Linked DNA regions of Mus musculus: region 1 is linked to region 2. A link is a contact called in public promoter capture Hi-C data. All regions are on one chromosome and are shown on one strand. Each heading gives the region's core, a stretch centred on a gene start, on an enhancer-like site or on the middle of the called end of the contact. The rest is flanking DNA. Distances are from core to core; before and after follow the strand shown.

The links. Promoter capture Hi-C pulls out the DNA fragments that hold promoters and counts their contacts.
Region 1: a promoter capture Hi-C map of liver shows a contact between it and region 2, with 2.5 times the contacts expected there. The contact joins the promoter of Copb2 here to the promoter of Gk5 in region 2. A contact is called at or near these places in 4 of 39 promoter capture datasets (erythroid cells, liver and pre-B cells).

What each region holds. Positions count from the first base shown.
Region 1 is chr9:98,562,035-98,565,444 of GRCm38.p6, reverse strand. Copb2 (coatomer protein complex, subunit beta 2 (beta prime)) reads right to left here and starts at 1,714. Exons shown (of 22, transcript NM_015827.2): 1 at 1,622-1,714. The coding sequence starts at 1,624. 4930579K19Rik (RIKEN cDNA 4930579K19 gene) reads left to right here and starts at 1,834. Exons shown (of 1, transcript NR_029444.1): 1 at 1,834-2,985.
Region 2 is chr9:96,117,621-96,121,347 of GRCm38.p6, reverse strand. It overlaps Gk5 (glycerol kinase 5 (putative)), which reads right to left and starts at 1,919. Exons shown (of 16, transcript NM_001368879.1): 1 at 1,736-1,919. The coding sequence starts at 1,897.

The DNA.
Region 1 (3,410 bases), core at 465-2,964, 2.4 Mb before region 2:
CAAAATGGCTAGGGATCTCTGAACTACCTAGTATATAGCTGCACATACCCCAAAGTAAAGACACCCATTTTAAAATGTGCATTACTGCAGGCAAGCGCTCCTGGAGTCATACTTACCATCCCAGTCATGAGTGTTTTAAAGATATCATACCAGGTCTTAGACGATTAAACTACTCACACTGCATCCTCAACTCCAGACTTAGTTTAAATGCCACTGCCACCATTATGCCCTTTCTGATTAGCCTAGCCAGAGGATTCTTCCCCATCCACGTACACAGCTCTTCTTGCTTGTGGAGTGGTTTATTTCTGAAGGGCAGGCTCAGTGCTTATCCAGCTCCTTCTCTCCACACCATATGTATTTGGGAATACGGGAGGAACAGGTAGTATAGATGAGGTCCACAGTCTTGCTAGAAGCCTCAGCTGCAGCGCTCATGTCAGACACATGGTAGTAAGTTTAATTAACACCCAAGGTTTGACTTGTATAACAGGGATAATAATAATATCTCTCTTAGCATTCTGAGAATTAAAATCAGAGTTCAGTTAGAGCAGAGCACGGCTTATAGTAACCACCATAAACATTACTCATAATTATCCACAGGCTGCGGTGACAATCAGCTGGTAAATGTTTAGCAAAATGCAGGACAGTGAAATGCTCCTATGGTGAGTGAGCAAATAAATAAAGTCATGTTTTGTACTTTTTACTCGAGACTTAAAATACAGCCATCTTTTAGTATCTCTGCACATGGTTCCAGTATCCTCCACCAAATCAAAACGCTCACGTTCAGTTATTTAAGTGCTTATAATTTACCCATCACTCCTGGTCATCTCTAGATTAGTTAGAACACCGATACAGGGGTCAAAGTTGTAAAGAGTCGTTGTATACTATGACAGCACATGTTCACACAACAGTTTTCCTCAAATGTCTTCCACCGAAAGCTGGTTCAATGTGTGGGTATGGAACTCACAAACATTGAAGAAGGAAAGTCAATTTTTAATTGACTATTAAAAATATGTCTCAAAACTAAGTTAGGCAGATCTCAGGGCCTTCCCCAAAAAGGTCATCCTCTGTGTGCACAGAAGGCCCAATCAACATCAACTAGAAAACGACGAGCTGGGCTGCCATAGCATTTGAAATTTCACCTCTGGCTCCATATACATTTAACTTTGTTTAGTTCTGGTTTTCCTCTGCTTAAGTTTGCAATGTGGTGCCTGCACACTACCAAACACCTCACGCAACCTGGAAGGTGGGTTAGCAAGCACCACCCTCAATGACAGAATAAAGTGACTTGGTCAAAGTTGCCTTTGGCATCCGAGTCCTGACTCTAGCATTTACTTGCACTACCGGACCCGGTGCAGACTGCAAGGGCACTGACAGGCGCCCTGACCGCCCTGAGAGTCGGGGGCGCCGCTCCTTCGCGGGTACCCAGTTACACTACTGTGTCACCACGGCAGCCTCCCGGTCTGGCCTTCTTCCTCCCAGGACGCCAACGGGACAGGAGGACCCCGTCAGGCCGCAGCAGTAGCAGCGCAGACCGCTTCTAGCTACTGCTCCTAGCCAAGAAGCCCCGGGAACCCGCCGCAGCCGGTGGGCTCCACTCTCTGTCCCCTGAGGCCCGACTTACCATGGCTCCGACTGTCCGAGCGAGCCCCTGCCCGTCACAGGCTCAAGGCGACACACTCAGGAACCCACCGACCCGTGGACCGGCCAACCCACTGACGTGGAACTTCCGGGAAGCGACTCTCGCGGTACTCGGAGCCAGGCTCTGCGCCTGCGCACACCCTCCGTAAGGCGGTCCGTGCATGGTCCCGCCCCAGTTTCCTAGGTAACGCGGACTTCCGCGTCTCCCGCTGCTGAGCTGGCTGATGGAGTGTATTGCTGTGGCCAGAGTTGGGCGGTGACTAGCGGCGGTCTGGGCTGCTCACCTTCGGTCAGTTTCAGAAAGGCAAGAAGATGGAGCGCAGTGCTGGATTCCTGCTGAACGTCGGCAGCAGTGGAGGGGCCCGGAAGCGCTATCCGAACAGCGTGAGCCTCTGGCAGAGAAAAGAAAGCTCTAAAACTGTGTACTCCAGCGGGCTCCGGAACGGGGCCCAGAGCGGTGTCTGGGTCTTGGGTGAAACCGACCGAGGCGGAAAAGATGTGGGCGCGGCTCCCGCCTTTGAGGCTCCGAGGAGCCCTGAGATCTTGGTTCTGGAGGCTCCCGGAGGCAGTCGGGTGATTACCCTTCAAAGAGCATCCACCGGGTCGTTTGTTTGGCTATGTACCTTCAGTTGGTGGTACTGCCACATCACGTAGGAGTCGTCTCCGTTTTATTGATTGGAAATGTAAGACTCAAAGAACTCAGGTTTACTGGCCAAGATGGCATAGTAAGTAGTGTTGTTAAGATCTGGGCTCAGGGGAGAATACGCCCTGGAAGCCCAGTGCTCTATCTGCTATGCCAAAATAGCTCTTTAATAAATTAGTTGAATTTCAAAAAAATGATTGCCAGGAAAAGTGCAAATACATTGTGTATCGATTTCACACACCTTTTAAAAAGATAATGCTATGAAACAAATGGAAGTTGCCCTTAGCTCCTTATAAACCTCTAGTTGGAGAAAAGCCTAGGTTTCCAGAAAGGAATTGTATAGCCTGAGAGAAGTAAGGGTGAGTTTTCATTAGGTAGTGCCTGGCTCTTGGGAGATTTATAGGCCTCAGTTTTTCATATACAAAAAGTCAGATAGTTTTCAAAGATCCATTTTTACTATTCTGTCAGTAAAAACAAATTTTCTCTCAGTAATGAGATTTTTACATAATTGACATGAATAATCACATAATCGCATACTGTAGCGCAACCAATTGCAAGAATTAGTTGAAACTTTTTAAAATGTGAACTATATCTAGTGTGGAGAATAGCTGGGCTTCTATTATTTTTGATTCCTTAATTCTCTTTGCATTTTTAATTTGACACAGTATCAATAAATATAAAATAAAATAACATCTCCATTCCACAGAACCTGTTGATAATACTTAAATCTATATAACACCTGTAGTTTACCTGCTGGAGAGTTAAGCCCCCACCTGCCGTGCTCATTTTGTGTCTCCATCTTTTGCTGCTGCAGGTCAGCAACATCAAGTTCTGCAATAGTGACTATGATCAGCTCTTAGCCAGGCCATAGCGTACCCATGTAACCACAAACCTTGAAGATCTGCGAGTTCAATACCAGTTTCTGCAAGACTCTCTCTCTCTCTTTTAATCTTTTAAAACTTATGTACTGAATTTCGGCTATATGAAAAGTTATGCTAGGTACTATCTTAAGAGAATACCTCTAAAACTCTGGACTTGGGTTTTAATTGTAAGAAATTTCAAGAAAATAATCAAATACATAAACACACACACACATAACTCTTAAGTGTTCAATTGTGGGCTTAAAACA
Region 2 (3,727 bases), core at 670-3,169:
TATCTGCCCAGAAGCACACCCTTAAGTTCTGACATCAGCTATCACGGTTTAAGACCATGCTTAGCATCCCAAAGACAGTGTTCTTCCCATCAGTTCCCAGGCATCGTCTCCACAGTTCTTTACATAGCCAGAGCTCCATCGGTAGACCAGGCAGGCTGGCCTTGAACTCAGAGACCCATCTGCCTCTATCTCCCAGGCCCTGGAATTAAAGGTATGTACCACCAAACCCCAATACTTTCTAAAAATCAAATTTCCTTAAATTGTGCAACAACTATGCAGCTGTATTGCCTACCAACTTCTTAAAAATTTATCAAATTTCATATTTACTTCAGGGTAGGGAGCACACTTGTGCCAGTTTAAAGTGCCGAGGACAGAGGGCAACCTATGCTCTCCTTTCTCCCTGTCCATCTCAGGGATCCAAGCTTAGGAGGGAGGACTGGGAAGTCCTCTTTACCTGCTGAGCCATCTCCTTCCTGAACCAAACTCTCATTCCTTAATTAAAAAAAAAAAATTTAAAATGCACCGTTTCAGCAAAAGTACTTTGTGACTAGAATTGTAAGAAAAACTAAGAAGTATCGTTGTGTTTGTGATAAAGACTTGCAATACGACAAGAGCTCAGTATGTGCCTTAGACCTGTCCTTAAAGGTTGGGACAGGGATGGACTGAGTGGGTGGGCAGTGTTCCGACACAGCTGGCCAGAGAGAGAGCGAGCAGCGCAGTTGCTGCAACTCACCTCCTAGCTCAGATCCCTGAAGGGAACGTCTAGTCTATTTCCTCAAAGTAAATTCTTAAGGCAGTCACTACTTAACTTTTACCCTAGTCGATGTAGGATAGCACAGGGAAAAAAGGGGGGAGCCCAGTGCTGTAAGGAAGAAGTTAAATGGCTCTCATATCCCTTCGCTAATATTTTAAACATTAGAAAATGCTAGTATTTAAAGGAGTAAATAAGAACACTACACTCAATCAACTGCATTGACCACTGTATAGAAATTAGCGCTTTATTAAAATGGGGGTTGGCTGTTAACTAGTATCATCTGAGGTTTAAGGCTTTGCTAACAAAGACCAACCAATGCTTTGGCAGGCTTCTCAAGCCAGAAGATACTTTTTAATGAATTCTCAAAGATGGAAAGAAATAAGGATAACAAAGCTTTCAAAATGTGCTCAGTGTCTCCAATATCCATGGAAGTTAAATGTTAATGTGAGGACCTAGCACTTTTACGAACGCAACCAGTAAGGTGGCTTGGCGGTAAAAGTACTTCTGCCAAGCCTGAAGACCTGAGTTCAATCCTAGGGACCGGGCCAACATGGTGGAAGGAGAAAACCGATGCCCAAGAAAGTTGTCCTCTGACTCCTAAATGTGTGCCATATAGCACGCGAGCACACACAGATACACAAATAATAAATGCAACGAATTGTTTAAATAACACAACCGAAAAAAAAAAACCCACAGTTTTATATTCCATCAAAATCTGAAGAGCTAAAAGGCATAAAAGGTCGACGAGGAAGTGCAGAAAAACCACGCAAATCACTAACCACCTTCTGTCCACATATACACAATCTGCCCGCGCTGCCCCGAGAGTCACCTCGGTTCCACCCAGGTAAAGCTAGAGCGCTGAGTCCCGCGGGACAGGAAGCGAGAGACAGACACCGGGCCACGCCGGCCCGAGCCCCCCAGAGGTGCAGGAAGAGCTAGGGTGCAGTCAGATCCCGAGACCCTCCCGCCGCGCCTAGTCACCTTCTGCGCGCTGGAGCCTCGCACTCGCGCCGTCTGGTCATAGACGTGGCAGCGGATCACCGTGCTGCCCACGTCCAGCCCCAGCACGAAGCGGGAGGGCGGCGAGGCCGACGCGCTCAGTTCCTCTCGCTGCCGCTCTGCACGCTCCTGCTGCCCTGACATCGCGACCCCGAACACTGCAGTCGCCACGGGCCGGCCAGCGCGGAGCTATAAACGCCAGACCCCGGGCGGAGAGCTCGCGGCCCCGCCCCTCCTACACCGCGCCCTGTCCCGCCCCTCGACGAGTTAGGCTCCGCCCCTTCACAAGACCCCGCCCCGCCTCGTTCAGCCCCTTCGGGAAGCCTTGCTACCCCACGCTCCGCCCCTAGCACCGTGACGTCAGGGCAGCGCGCCGAGCAGCTCGTGGGAATTTGGCAAAGATGGCGTTTACCGCAGCGCTGTACTGGATGTCACCGTTCAGCGACCGTTACTTTGAAACTTTTTAGTTCCCTTCTAGCCCAGATTACTTTTTTACGAATATCTGTTAGGAAAAATCAAGTGAGATGAAAAAATTTTAAACTTTTTTTCATGTTCACTTAGTTTTTTGCCTGTATTTATGTGTGTGAGCCACATGTGCCTGATGCATGTAGAAGTCAGAAGAGGACCTCCGACGATTGCAAGCTTCCATGTAGGCAATGATAACCAAACCCCGGTCTTCAGCAAGAGCAACTAGTGCTCTTAACCAGTGAGCCATCTTTCCAGTCCGTGGGAAGACATTCAAAAGTATAGGAGGTTCCTCATGAAGTCTTCCCAGAAAAGCTTGCATGTATTACACAACGATGAATAGATGTCCAAGTTTTGTATGGCACTAAAGGGCCTTTGCCGCGACACAAAGTTTAAATTTCGTGAGAATGTTTTGTGGGTAGCTTATCAGCTTAAAGGAATATTTTCTTGTTTATATTACTCTGTTAGCCTACTTGCTTCCCAGAGATTTGCCAAGTTGGATTTGGGTTGTCACTTGAAGCTTGACTGTGAACACCATATTTATTTTTGTTTGTTTGTGGCTTCTCTTAATAGTCTGTCTCTACACAGCAATGCCTATTTGCACCATCTGGCACAGGTCTGCCCTATATCGTTGGTGACCAATTGGTCATGCATGAATGTGTGTGTGTGTGAGAGAGAGAGAAAGAGAGAGAGAGAGAGACTTTCCAGCGTTGTATGCATGACTAATAGTCCTATGCTGTCCGATTCTCTTGAGAAACTGAAACTGTACAAATACCAGAGGGAAGGCAGAGCCAGAACCTGAGAGCCACAACTGAAGTTTGACCTTGTTCCTCAAGGCAATCTCTTACTAGGACCAAAGGCTCCCTAGGATTCTATATGCTCTTGTCGTGAATAGGCACCAAACTCTGGTCCTCATGTTTGACTGGCAAGCACATTACCTACGGAGCTATCTCTCCCAGTTCCTGAGGGAAAGAAACTTTAAAGAATTGGTTGTAGGTCCAGGCAAGCTTAGAAACTTGTAGGGCCTGCTGGCAGCCTGGAAAAGAAGGCACACTTCCATGCTTACAGTTTTGATTTCCTCCTTCCCGAAGCTTGCCTTTGCCCTTTTCCAAAGCTTGCCTGGTGTTCAACTAATCGGGGGAAGCTCAGTCATGTGTGTGTGTGTGTGTGTGTGTGTGTGTGTGTGTGTGTGATATCTTTACTGGGGATACAGATTTAAATGTCAATCACATCTAAACTACACCTCCCACAGCAATGTACAAGTAACCTAGTCAAGCTTATTCATACAGTTAGCCATTAGTTTCCCTGCTTACAACTAAGAAAAGTTCAGTGTAGGCAGTGTTAACAGTTGGTGTACTTCTCACAGAGGTATTTCTTGGGGGTTTTATACTCTGCGACTTTGTGATCATTTTCGTAAGGTCAAACATCAGCAGTTTCTAAAGTGTGAAAGAGCAGATCTTAAAAAATACTTAGTCTAGAGTTTTTAAAAAGTTTCTCATTTTTGTTTTA